4 separate regions of the Mus musculus genome follow, and regions 1, 2 and 4 are each linked to region 3. Evidence: chromatin contacts called from public Hi-C, HiChIP or PLAC-seq and promoter capture Hi-C data. All regions are on one chromosome and are shown on one strand. The core of a region is the stretch at or near the end of the contact, and the rest is flanking DNA. Distances in the headings are between cores, read along the strand shown.

Region 1 (3,125 bases), core at 495-2,994, 140 kb after region 3:
AGCAATGTGATTAGTATTTTTAACTTTTTTATTTATCTTGCTGTTTAAGGGATGAAACTTCAGCCTTCATTCATTCTAGGCAAATAGGATTAATATTTTTGTGCCTACATCTTAATGTGCTTGTGAGCTTGTTTCTTTAGGAGCCACTGTGGTTAGCTGTAGATTTGAGCAGTCCATAATGTGCCAGGCTCAGGTACTCCTAGATGGATAAATTTCAATAAAATATGAGGTTGATTGAGGAATTCTCTAAGAGTTAAGGCATCATATTATTGAATATTAAAGAGTATGTGTGTTAAATAACTGTCTGTTGGTTAGTTAGAAGAAGAAATTGGAGATCAGGTGTTGAGACAGTCACTCACCAGAGTTTGAGAAATTATTTCGGCTCCTGTTTCCCCAGTGTGAGAATTTTACAGTTTGTTCCTCTTTTAGTGCGTCATCCCTGGTGTCTCTCCATCTGCAAGGTTTCCAGGGACAAGTTCCCCTTGCCAGTGTCCCTTCCTGGTGCCTGGCACACGGCCCACTCAGGGGCAGTGGTCCCACACTGTAACCACTCTGACTGTTTCAGGTGGACCGCTTTCATCAGTCAGAAATTCGTGTTTAGTTCAACCAGACAAGAAAACAGAAGCTAACCCTTGGACTTCCAGTCTCTCCAGAAATTCACTATCCACTGTAGCAGTTAAGAAGACCACGTGGGATTGCCCTTTGAAGAACCAGAAGGAGCCAGAACAGAAGATATACAAGAAGCCTAATCTGGTGGTCAAGCCTCTGCAGCTGGTGAGTGGGTAGTGTGTTACATTGTGTTACATTGCGTTACATTGTGTAGGAGGCTCAGTAACCGAGTGAATGCCTCTTTAAACCAGGTGCTCGCTAGAAAAAAAAATAAATCTAGGGACACCTGTCCTTGGAAAAGACCAGTTCTTTTTTGTGGCATTTTTCTGTTTTTTCATTTCCCACACTCGTGGTGTTAAAGTTTTTTGGGTGCCTGAAATGTAAGTTCCCTGACAGCACTGTAAATGTCTCTATTAGTGAGCCTTAAGGTCGAGGCTGGAAAGCCTGGGGCTTTAGAGGGTGCAGAGCCTGCTTTGGCCCAGCCTCGGCCCTGGCCCTGTTCCCTGTTCCTCTGTTGTTTACTTAACTCTTCTCCTTCATGACAGCCTCCCACGGTTCTTTCTGTGTTTGCGTCTCTGCTTGTGACTTTTTTGTTCCTCACTCTAACAGGCTCTTCACTGGGATGAGCAGTTTAAGAGCCTGCTGTTTTTTTCTTCAGGACAATAGGAAGAAGGCCTAGAGGAAAGAGCAAGTGTTAGGATGAAAGTGCTGCAAAACCTTTTGATGGAAAAGTCCCTAAGATCCATCTACTAAAGTTACCCTTGACTAAGGGTAGGGTTAGGTAGGAGGACCTGCCGTACTCCACCTGAATGTCTCCCCTTTTTCTTGGGGACACTTGCCTAACACTCTTAACTTTTTGGCCAATATTTCCATAATGGAGTACTTGAAGGATGTCTTTAAGTGGTGGCTGTAAATGGTATTTTAGCATTCTAAAGCATTCTCAGTCATGAATCTGCCTTGAGCCCAGGGACTGCAATAAGGCTGATTCGTGAAAGAGTTTGAGGGATTTGAAATGTCCCTTTAATGTCTTTCTACGGTTTCTTTCTCTCCCTGCCTTCCCTGTAGCAGGTAGAAACAAACAAACCGCAGCTCAGCCTGTCAGTGGCAAACCACGATATCCCACCAGACGCTGTGCGTGCCAAGAAATTGTGCAGACTTCCTCCATTAGATACCAGCACCCTTGTGGGGGTCTTCGTGGAGTATATAATCTCCCCTAGTCAGTTCTACATCCGGATCTACAGCAGAGATTCCTCAGAACTACTTGAAGACATGATGATTGAAATGCGGTAGGCGCCTCCTGCCCTCACTGTTCCAGCTTAGCTTTAATCAGGAGTTCTCAGATGAGTTGGTCTTGGGACTCCTAAACTAACAAAAAGCTTTTGCTTACTGATGCTTATCAGACAGAAACTTAAACTGCAAAAATTAAAATACCTGTTTTAAAAATCCATGTGAGGTATGATAAATAACATTTTCATGAAAAATAGCTATATTTTTCTAATCCAAGCATGTGCAATAGTCCTTCATATCGATATACCAAGTATATTCCAAATCCCTTTGTAGATACTCAAACTATGAGTTGTACCAAACTCTCTATGTATCTGTATGTATCTATGTGACTTCCTGCCTTTGTGTAATCAAGGGCAAGAGCACATAGTGGTGTACCTACCTCCTGCCTACCTGGAATCGGCACACATTCAGCCCATGTGCAGTCAGACACAGACCCTTCCTATGTGCAGCCAGGGGCAAGCAAGCTTGTCTAGAGAAGCGAAAACACTTGTTATCTTTAAAATACAAGAGCAGGCAATTACAAGAATAACCCCTGGCAGTCTGGAAGTTGTCTGTCCTTGGGCAAGTAGAATTTATAGGTTAGAGGCACGTTGTTTGTTTTGTAGTTTTTTTTAAGCATAGGAATTTTAAACTTTAAAGTAAAGTGTAATCTTTATCATCACATTAGTAGTTTTAATGCAAATGGTATTACATTGAAAATCAACTACTGCCGGGTGGTGGCACGCCTTTAATCCCAGCACTTGGGATGCAGAGGCAGGTGGATTTCTGAGTTCGAGGTTAGCCTGGTCTACAGAGTGAGTTCCAGGACACCCAGAGCTACACAGAGAAACCCTGCCTCGAAAAACAAAAAAAACAAAAAAACAAAAGAAAGAAAATCAACTACTTTTTTTTATTGTTGTTGTTTTGTTTTTGGAGACAGGGTCTCACCATGTAGACCAGGCTGGCCTCAAGCTCACAGATACCCTCTTACCTCTACCCCCCAAAGTACTGGCATTTAAGGTGTGTGCTGCCCTGCTTGGCTTGGTTGTTATTTTTTTTTTAAAGATTTATTTATTTATTATATGTAAGTAGACTGTAGCTGTCTTCAGACACTCCAGAAGAGAGCGTCAGATCTTGTTACAGATGGTTGTGAGCCACCATGTGGTTGCTGGGATTTGAACTCTGGACCTTCAGAAGAGCAGTCGGGTGCTCTTACACACTGAGCCATCTCACCAGCCCCCTTGGTTGTT
Region 2 (3,236 bases), core at 416-2,915, 180 kb after region 3:
CAACTGGTTCCGTGTAGTTCTAATGAGCATCCGGCTGACAGCTACTATGCAGAATGCTGAACATACATACATACATACATACATACATACATACATACATACATACATACTCATGCCTCCCTGTGCTCATCATGAAACCGTCAAACTTAAGAATGGTGAGGCTCGGGGAAGGACGTGCAAGCACACCCCCTGAATCAGAGGCTTCCCTAACTTCCCTTGCCACTCTCTGCCGGCCGGCATCCTCTCTCCTTCCTGCTTCTGGAGCCCCCTTTCCTCTCTAGCACCTCATGCGGTAAGCCACTGTGCCAGATCAAGGCTTAGCCCTCAGGCCGCTGTCCTGGGAATACACTGAGAACTACAGTGCTGTGAAGTCAGTCTCATCTGAAATGGGCCGAAACGAAGACTGCGACCTAGGTTGGACTGATGGACACTGAAATCATATATTCTTTTATCGCCCCCGTAGCATCCTCCCACTGCGTGCTGACCAAATTTGATGTGAGCCTTGTATCGGAATCTGTATAGCTTTTGGCACTACTCACAGCAAGGAGCTAATGTTGGCCCTGGGCGGTGTGGCAACATATTCCCAGAAGCCCAGAGCTGCTCTCAAGGTTTGCTCACAGAACAGCAGCTGGACAAGAAAAAAGGAATAGCTGCTAAAACCTTAGCACACTGTACTTCCTTTTGTATTTGAAAGGTGACAGTAGAGCATCAGGTGGCCTGACAAAAGGACAGGGAGCCTTGGTGGCACTGCCCAGCGTGTGCTCTGTCCCTCTGCACCCATGGGACAAGCTGCACTCCCTCTGGAGCAGCAGGTCCGTGATGGAGAGGGGTTAAAAGCGGCTTTAAAGACCTCGTGGGACTTCAGTGTGGCGATTGTAAGCCCAAGAATTCACTGAATTCCTCCTGAGAGCAGACTTTGTGAGTAGAACAGCCAAATTATGGCTTGTTTCCCTCTAAGGGTCAAGCAAGTGGAGCCTTTTCGAGGCTGTGTTTGTCGTTTCTTGCTGCTAGATGGCGCTCGAGGACAAGCACTCTGCGGCCGCGCCAGCAAGTGCAGGTACCTACCATTGCACTATAGAAAATCGAATTTAGCATGCAGCTTGGAGCTTCTCTACTCCAATTATTCATTTTTAACCTGGAAAAGTAGTTAAAGCGACTTCCAAGTGAGTTCTTTGGGAATAGAGCTTTAGGGTAATTCTCATAGGGTCATCTTCCCACGGTTTCAATTTATTTTCTAATTTTACTCTATGCAAAATAGCCAGAGCATTCCCCCTTTACAGAAATTGGCAATAAACTGTGACTTTATTCCTTGGAAGAAGTGGGAAAACCCTAACAAGGCTCTAATTACACTAACCAAGACAGCTCAGTCAAAAGAAAATCTATGGCCATCTTCCGTTAGGACTAAGGCTGGTACATTGTAGAATTCTAGCAGGAAGAATATAAAATTCTCACAGTTCAGGCATGCCTGTGAATCTCCAAAAGGATTTTCTCAGGCTGAGAATACAGCTACATGTAGAACACATACTTTGCACATATGAAGTAGCCAAGGCTCTGGGGAATAGGGGTGGAAGGGGGAGTGTTCTTACTTTGTGGTGTCCTGGCTAGGAGAACCTGCAGGAACTCTATATTGTGTGATAGAGGATCTAGTGCTTGTCCTCTAGCGCCACCTAGCAGCAAGAGAAAGGCAAAACCCAATTCCAACAATGATATGTTACATTATGTTACAGTATAAGGCAGACAATGACCACATGTTACAATATGTTACAGTGTAAGAGAGCCGAGGCACAAGAGTTAAGTATCTTGCCCAAATGTGGCAGAGATTAATACTGTGTCATAGTGAGGTTAGTATGGCTTTACTAGGCACTTATTACATAAATTTATTAGAGTTCTCCAGAGGAACAGAGCCAATAGGATGAATATATCCAGAAAGGGAAGTTATGCTGGCTTACCTGTATGGTCTGGGTAGTCCAGCAATGGCTGCCTTCACATTGGAGAGAGTGAGCATCTGCTAACCACTTGGTCTATGAGGCTGGATTCCTGGGACCAGCAGGTCTTCAGACCACAGAGGAGGAGGGCTAAAGATGCTGGGCTTTAGTGTCCAAAGAGAATGGAGGCAGCAGTGCAGGCAGAAATGATAGAATAATGGACAATGGGAAGGCAAGAAGGAAAAAAAGAAAAAGAAAACCACAAAGCCTACCCATCAGTCCTTGTATCTAGGCTGCCACTGAAAGGTGTCCCTAATTCAGGGCAGGTCTACTACTTACTTCAGTTGCTGTAATTAAGGCACACCCTGTAGGCTGCCCATTACTCATTTTAGCTAGATAATCCCAGACAGATGTGCCCAGAGCTTGTCTCGGATGATTCTAGATCCTGCCATGTTGATGATATGACCTATCACAATTGACATACTTTCTATGTTTTCCATTTTCCCAACACTCCTACTACAGTTCCATTTTTATAGGTGACTTGAGCATCAGAAAGGTAAGTACTCTCTACCCAGGAGTCACATTCAGAAAGTAGTGGCGGGCTCCAAACAGGTGGCATTTCTCCAGCCAGTCACCTGAACCGCATTCTCTACATGTCTCCAGTCCCCTCTTTAAACCCTTCTGATTCCACCCACGACACTACCAAAACTGTGTCTGCCAAGGTCTCATGAGATTGCCACATCACCCAGCCCACCAGTCAGCCCCCCCACCATGTCCTGCTTCCCCAACCTACTCCCCCAACCCCATCCCCTGATCATCCCTCCTTGTCCCCCACCAATGTCATCCCGCCCTACCTGTCGGCACATGACTGCCTGACCACACTTCCTCCTGATATCCTTCGTTTCCAGGACCTCCCTTCCACCTTTAGAATTTCTTCTCTTGCTCAAGCCCTAGCATCTTTCAAGGTCCTCTTTTCCTTTCCTTCTTAACGCTTGAGGGCGCCTTAGCAAGAGTCTCCATGCTCTGGCTTTAATCATGGCCCCTAAGCTGAGGACTCCTGCCTTGTAAAATCCGCTAAGATGGCTCTCCCAAAGGGACTTAATTACCTGCTGATCTCTTCACTAACATCCAAACATCTCAAACTTAGCAAATCTGAAAATCATGAGAGCTACCCTGTCTGCACCCCTAACTATGCCATGTGTAGTTTTCTGTAACCTCATAGACTATAGCTCTCTTCCTTCCACCACCAAACTCCTGTGGTCATCCCACAGTCTTCACTTCCACTCCTAACATCCAATCAGTCGTTACCTT
Region 3 (3,014 bases), core at 39-2,538:
CTCAAGCCTGCAATTCTAACAGCATTATTTAAAACCAACATTTGGGGGCTGGAGAGATGGTTTAGTAGCTAAGAGGGCAGACTGCTCTTGCAGATAACCTGAATTTGGTTCCTAGAACCCATGTCAGGTGGCTCACAACCACCTGTAACTCCAGGGGGTCTGATTCCCTCTTCTCTGGGGCATCTTCCCTCACACACAATAAGCACATATACATAACCTAAAAGAATTAAAAGTATAAAATCAAAGTGAGCAGTCATGCCAACCGTGAGTGTGGCACACCCACAAGAGCTTTCTCTTGTTCAATCTACAAACTGTTTTATCAACGTCACAAGCCAGATGCACAGTCTTGGTTAACTTGAGTCCAAGTGGACCCTAAACCTTCATAAACCGACACCCCCCCCCACCCCCCCACCATGCTGTCCTTTGCCCCTGCACGACAATGAATAGCCATTTGATTCAATAAATGGACACAATCTCTGAAGAGATTTCTCCCATCTCCCTTGCACTGCAGGAATGGGTGGCAACAGTTAGGTCATGCAGGGTGAGCAGAGTTACTCTGTGCTCGTTTCCATAGGCGCGTCAATGGGAAGATTGTTGCCAACTACTGATCATGATGTGCTTGCTCCTACAATCAGTAGATTCTTTAGAGAGAATGCTAGAGAGCCGATGCTACTGCAAATGCAAATTGGGGCCCATTTCTTTCTTTGTAACCTCCATTAGCCTAGGTGAGAAAGTCCTGCTCAGGTATTTGTCTTCTCCTTCAGCTACTGTTGGCATAGAAAGCTACCTGACACTAAGATGAACCGCACTTACGAACACGAACTGAGTGCATAGAAGTGACTTGAACAACAGAACTAGGCTGTTTGCTAGTTTACTCCTCCTCCTCTCTTTTTGAGACAAGGTTGTCACTAAGTTTCCCTGGCGGATTCAGAACTCATAGATTATGCTAGCCCTGAACAGATTCAAGAGCAGAAGGTCTCATTGCTACATCACCCTCTCTGCAAGGGCAGGGCCCGGGGAGTCTCTACCGGCGCAGGTCTGCGCTTGCGCAGTCTGCACCCGGAAGCGCGGTTTCGAGAGCCTATCCCATTCCGAGACAACAACCCGATTCAATATTCTTCCTTATTGCTACTACCCATGACTAAAAACACACGGAAACTTCTAGAGAGTGTAGAGACTCCTTTTCATCTCTTTTCTTTTGACGGCTCTGCCGGAGGCGGCTCGGCCCGCAAGTTGCTAGGACGGGGGGGGAGCGGGGAGCGTGGGGGGGGGGGCAGAAATGTGCTGCGTTGCTATGACGACGCAGGGCGTTCCGGAAAAGGGATGGCCTTCCGACGCCAGGCGGCAAACACAACTTGTGGGTACAGCGGCCGGTGTCGTGCACTCCTACAGTGCAGTCCTAGGACTTTGCTGAAAGAACCGTGGGAGCCCCGCCCCACTCGCGCCCGCGGAGCTGGGTCGCGCTGACCCGCCCGCAGTCTGTAGGGAGGCGGAGCCTGACTTTCCCGGGCTGGGCCCTGACTCTGACCCACCCATACCCCATCTCTGTCATGTCAAGTTATCTTAGAGGGCTCCCCAAAGAAAGGAAACCACGCCAGATGAATTCTGAAATTCAGTCTGAACACAAACACTCAAGAGATCTCTCTGTTCATTTGCTTTGTTTTGCCTACAGAATTATGGACAGCTTGAAAGTCTGAACACGATTTTGATTTGTTTTTGAATTAATTTTTTGGAGGATTAATAGTTCTGAGAGTGATCCCAGGCATTGATTATTATGTCTCTCCACAAAGTGTCGGACACTTCGCTGACCTCCCCATCAACATCTGAGTCCAAACAGGCAAAACTCTATGTAGTCAAGGAGGCAAAAGGTAAACTTAAGGATGCCGTGGACAGAACCATTAGGGCTACTGAAAGAATTTGCAATCCGTTCTCCCTTTCTCCTTAGCCAGCCTGAACACTCACCAAGTCAGAATACTGTTTCATCTTCATTTAAATACTAATAGCTATATGAAGTTTGGTTGCTTCTTCTCTGACTTCAAGGGAGCTTTAAAAACATAGTTATGTGGATAAGAAAAACATAACTTAGTTCAATATGCCTATTTGTATAAGATTCAAGATGTTTTTTGAGATTCCTTAAGATTTCCATCCTTGGGGCTGTGTCTTGGAAGGCAGAGGCAGGTGATCTCTGTGAATTTGAGGTCAGCCTGGTCTACATAGTAAATTCCAGGCTAGTGGGAGCTACATAGTGAGACCCTGTTTCAAGAAAAATGTAAAAAGACGTAATGATAAATGTAGAACCTGTACCAGAATAAGAATCAAGGCAGTCACCGTCTCACTCTTGCTCATCAGACTGAGGCTATCTCCAGTCTTAAGGTCACAGAGCTTTTTGGGTTGTTTCTTATTTATATTTTGCTACAGTTCCATCATCAACTCAAGGAGGTACGGATTCAACTCAAGGACTTACACTAAGCAAGCACTCTATCCTGAGCTAGCTACCTATTCACTATTTATGTTGCAGGGCAGTGGAGGGGTTGGGGCTTGGGTTGGCTGTACACTCACTCTGTGTAACCCAGGCCTTTTACTTTGTATCTCTCTGCATGTTCTCACATCCCCCTTCCACTCTTCCCTCCACCCTTCTAGCTACTCCTGCTTTAAGTATTCTTTGTAGCTGGGCTCCTCTGCTAGAGGCACCCTTCTTGTTAGAAACACAGGATACTGCTGAGGCAGTCTGGGAAACTTTAACTCCCCGGAACACTCCATTAAAAGTTTGTCTTTCCTAATACTTCCTTAGGGCTTCCTGAGCTAAAGGAGAAAAAATCCATGGTGAACCACCTCAAACCCCTTCCTCCCCTTCAGAATGACTACAGAATCCCCGAGGAAGTTCTTCTCTCTCTGAACTATGCAGCTAATGCCGGTCCCTGTCCTGAAAGCTTACTGCCTGTGAAGAAACCTAAAGCCCCAAAGGTTTGTATATACATACCTATCATGTTTGGGGTCACAATCCCTTTTTTAAA
Region 4 (3,106 bases), core at 445-2,944, 160 kb after region 3:
CTGTCTTCTAGCTTGATTAACAGAGATCTTATACTTACAGCTACTGAAGGAAAAGCACCCTAATAGAGGGAGAGACCACAGCATATATGACGTTGATTCAGAGTGTTAGAAAACAGTAAGCTTAGGGTGGCGCCAAAAGTTCAGTCCAGAGCTCCGCAGTCCTGCTCCACCTGTGCCTACCAGGCTCCTTGCATCCCATTCTGGGACTTGTGCATTGCAGATTCCAGAAAGATTCAAACTATTGACAAGAAAATACCCAGGCTTTCTTTCATCCGTGGTACTGAGAAAGAAGGGCTCCTTCCTTTCCTGTGCTTAGCTGCTAATTTTGGTGCACACTGTCTTACCCAGCTACTTTTTGAATCCTGGTCTTCCTTTCTTCCTAATATGTGGCACAATCTCTAGGCCATCTGTCTGTAGAGATCTGTCCTGCCCTTTTACTCTTTGCTGAAGTGTCTGTGTCTCTTAGACAGATAATCTGATAAATATGTAATAACTCTGTGTTTAACATTTTGAGAAACTGCCAGGCTGTTTTCCACAGCGGCTGAATCTGTTTGCATTTTTGCCAGCAATTTGAGTGCTTCAATGTTGGTGTTACTTAACACTGGATGATAAGGGTCCTGCATTGTCCTGCTGTGTGTGTATTTAACACTGGTCAATGGCGGGAAGAAGGGTAGCCCTCAGTACCATACTTGTTCATAGAAATAGCAATAAAGACCTCTTAGGTTGAATTTTGATACTCATTAAAACATAGAAGAGTGCTTTTTCTAGAGTTTTACTTTTTAACTGAAATCTAAGTAAGGAAGCATAAAAGGTGTCACTTTCCATGCCTTCACCCAATTTCTCCCATTTTGCAGCAGCCAGATTTACAGTATCCTTTGGATTCTTCCACACTGCCCAAACTGGAAGAGTTCTACATCTCTCTGATCAAGTCTCAGCAGTCCGCAGAGAGGAGCCAGTCTGAACCTGCCAGCATTCAGACTCATGCCGGACGGGCAGCCTCAAAAGCACTCAGTTCAACCCCTGCAGTGGGTGACTCTCCAGAAAACCACTCTGGCTCTGGTATGTTTATGTGTCCTTATGCATGCTCAGTTGACAAGTCGGAAGTTTGTCATGTTGCTAAAACCTTCATTGCTTTGAGAACATACCTTGAAAGGTGGCTGGTGCTGCCATTCTCTCCAAGATCGTCTTGGTGTGAGCTCAGGTTTCTCTAATGTTGCCGCTTTCTTTCAGCTTTTGCAGGGGCTTTACATTTATATAAAGTTTCAAGTACATGGTTCTGTGAGTTTTGGCAAATGTCAGTGTTTCCATTAGCCAGACAAGTTTCCTGTGCCCCTTTGCAGTTAGTCCGGACATTAGCATGCTGGCCTCTGGCATGTCGCCGTGCCTGTTACATAGTAGGTAGTTTTCTTGTCTGGCACCTTCCTTTATCTTCATATTGTAGAGTTTTGTTTCTGTTGGCTATTTATTTGGAAGTGACTTTGCTAGGGCATATGTCCACTGCATGCGAAACTTTTTAAACTACCTGTTGGTCCTCCTTTTTAAAGACTCTGATCACACATGCACTGGGCCACTTTGTCCTGATATTGACTTGATAGTTGTTTATTCTCAGTGCTGCTCACTGTGGGTGGTGTCTGTCCTGTGTGTACTCTGATCTCAGATGCTCTGTTCTTTATCTCTAGTTTTGTTTGGAGTCTTTTGTTTTTCAGTTGTTTCTCTCTTCCTCTTGACTATATAATGTCCCAGCACCTGACTTGGTGTATTTATTTTTGTGATTCTTTCTGAAAATTACTGTCTGTGTCCTGTCTTGATTTCTTTGTCATTGTCTCCTGATTCCAAGTCAGACTTTGTTGTGTGTAGTTTTATCTACCCTGCTTTATGCTCTGGGTGGACCGCACTACCAGCCACCCACCCAGGGTCTCTTAGGATCTGCAGATGAAAGACACACAGACACACACTAGCTTATCTTTAACATGCCTTGCTGGCTCAGTGGCACTTCTAAACCTTCTGCAGCTACTGTGCCCTTCCCTCCAGTACTTCTGGCTAAACACCTTCCAAATCTACCTTTAACTTTGCTGCCCAGTTACCTTATGTGATGCCCATTGGTTTGTGCTGACCAAGATGTTTCTGGCTTGCCCTTCTGTGGGCTGTTTTCCCTTTCCACCTACATTCTGGATGATCTCTGAATCTCTGAGTCTGTTATGTCCCCCCCCCGCCCCCCGTTCCTCCCTGTGACCTGCCCACACAACTGTAAGCAGCCCACCCTGGGCCCAACCATTGGCTTCTGGCGTCTTTATTGATAATCAAAAAACAGCTGGGGACAAGGACCTTGAGTGTCTGGACACGCAGATGCCGATTGAATGGAAGCATCAGAACCACACCCTATAACACTGCGTCCTTGGCCATCAGACACTGGATCTTATGTTGTCTGTCTTTAGGGACGGGAGGCAGTAGTTGCACTTCTCGGCATTGGTTTCACACACCTTAGCATTTCCTTAGGAGCTGCTCTCCCACGGCCCAGGTCCCAGCAGACGCTCTGTTCCGGATGCTTGTCCAGTTTTCTAACCATGCAAGGCAGACGGGGAGCAGACACGATTCCCGATCTACACCACAGTTCTCTATGCAGCCACGTAACCATTGTATTATACTTATGTCTTTTTCTCTCAACTGGGCACTACTCATAATTTTATGGTCAGAATATTACTTTTTAGAACACGCTGTCAAATCTTCTGTGACAAAACTTATCACAAGTATCAGGGAAAATAGATCACGTATTATGTGCTTAACATACACAAAGATAAAAGGGATTGACTTATTTTTCTCTGAAGTTATTGAATTTCTGTTTTGAAGATAGCAGTGTCCATCTATCAGTTGCTTGCAGTGGTTGACTGTCAGGATGTCAAACCGACTACACTGCTGCCCAGATTTAAATTCACCTGAAACTTTTAAAGCAGGTTGGTTGGTTTGGTTTTTGGTTTCCCCTTGCTCTGTGACCCATGCTGGACTGAACCTTGCTACATGGTTGAGACGTTCCTGGAAGTTGCTAACCTCCTTACTCTCAGAAGTGCTGAGATGATAGGTGCATGCCCAGTACGCCCCACTGAAGCAG

Evidence for each region. Promoter capture Hi-C pulls out the DNA fragments that hold promoters and counts their contacts. A called contact is a pair of places that touch in the nucleus more often than the background predicts. HiChIP or PLAC-seq counts read pairs in DNA pulled down with a chosen protein or histone mark.
Region 1: a contact with region 3 is called in an H3K27ac HiChIP or PLAC-seq map of the HPC-7 cell line, with 7 times the contacts expected there. The contact joins the enhancer-like site here to the promoter of Axdnd1 in region 3. A contact is called at or near these places in 6 of 484 Hi-C or Micro-C datasets (the G1E-ER4 cell line, LSK cells, cumulus cells and 3 more), 2 of 115 datasets of contacts at active chromatin or transcription factors (the HPC-7 cell line and T-cell acute lymphoblastic leukemia) and 3 of 9 other capture datasets (adipose tissue, liver and pancreatic islet).
Region 2: a contact with region 3 is called in a Hi-C map of bone marrow-derived macrophages, with 4 times the contacts expected there. The contact joins the enhancer-like site here to the promoter of Axdnd1 in region 3. A contact is called at or near these places in 2 of 39 promoter capture datasets (both in embryonic stem cells), 16 of 484 Hi-C or Micro-C datasets (3T3-L1-derived adipocytes, the AML12 cell line, the G1E-ER4 cell line and 10 more), 10 of 115 datasets of contacts at active chromatin or transcription factors (the HPC-7 cell line, the SCID.adh cell line, bone marrow-derived dendritic cells and 6 more) and 4 of 9 other capture datasets (adipose tissue, embryonic stem cells, liver and 1 more).
Region 4: a promoter capture Hi-C map of Sertoli cells shows a contact between it and region 3, with 6 times the contacts expected there. The contact joins the enhancer-like site here to the promoter of Axdnd1 in region 3. A contact is called at or near these places in 2 of 39 promoter capture datasets (Sertoli cells and embryonic stem cells), 1 of 15 datasets of contacts at CTCF or cohesin (stem cell-derived epiblast-like cells), 45 of 484 Hi-C or Micro-C datasets (3T3-L1-derived adipocytes, the AML12 cell line, the Ba/F3 cell line and 25 more), 16 of 115 datasets of contacts at active chromatin or transcription factors (the HPC-7 cell line, the SCID.adh cell line, T-cell acute lymphoblastic leukemia and 11 more) and 4 of 9 other capture datasets (adipose tissue, embryonic stem cells, liver and 1 more).

Annotation. Positions count from the first base shown.
Region 1 is chr1:156,283,035-156,286,159 of GRCm38.p6, reverse strand. It overlaps Tdrd5 (tudor domain containing 5), which reads left to right. Exons shown (of 18, transcript NM_001134741.1): 8 at 566-774; 9 at 1,675-1,895. Among named protein-coding and RNA genes, the nearest start is that of Tdrd5, 19 kb to the left of the region's middle. Within about 2 kb of position 1,744, at least 23 of the 459 cell types and tissues checked have an H3K27ac peak or open chromatin away from gene starts, as enhancers often do. A contact at or near this core is called in the G1E-ER4 cell line, the HPC-7 cell line and T-cell acute lymphoblastic leukemia, where this site is marked.
Region 2 is chr1:156,239,695-156,242,930 of GRCm38.p6, reverse strand. No RefSeq gene overlaps it. Among named protein-coding and RNA genes, the nearest start is that of Gm30472, 28 kb to the right of the region's middle. Within about 2 kb of position 1,665, at least 16 of the 459 cell types and tissues checked have an H3K27ac peak or open chromatin away from gene starts, as enhancers often do. A contact at or near this core is called in the SCID.adh cell line and double positive thymocytes, where this site is marked.
Region 3 is chr1:156,419,189-156,422,202 of GRCm38.p6, reverse strand. Axdnd1 (axonemal dynein light chain domain containing 1) reads left to right here and starts at 1,288. Exons shown (of 26, transcript NM_001346967.1): 1 at 1,288-1,357; 2 at 1,673-1,868; 3 at 2,792-2,964. The coding sequence starts at 1,775.
Region 4 is chr1:156,257,684-156,260,789 of GRCm38.p6, reverse strand. It overlaps Tdrd5 (tudor domain containing 5), which reads left to right. Exons shown (of 18, transcript NM_001134741.1): 17 at 855-1,059. Among named protein-coding and RNA genes, the nearest start is that of Tdrd5, 44 kb to the left of the region's middle. Within about 2 kb of position 1,694, at least 4 of the 459 cell types and tissues checked have an H3K27ac peak or open chromatin away from gene starts, as enhancers often do. A contact at or near this core is called in the P5424 cell line, Sertoli cells and extraembryonic endoderm stem cells, where this site is marked.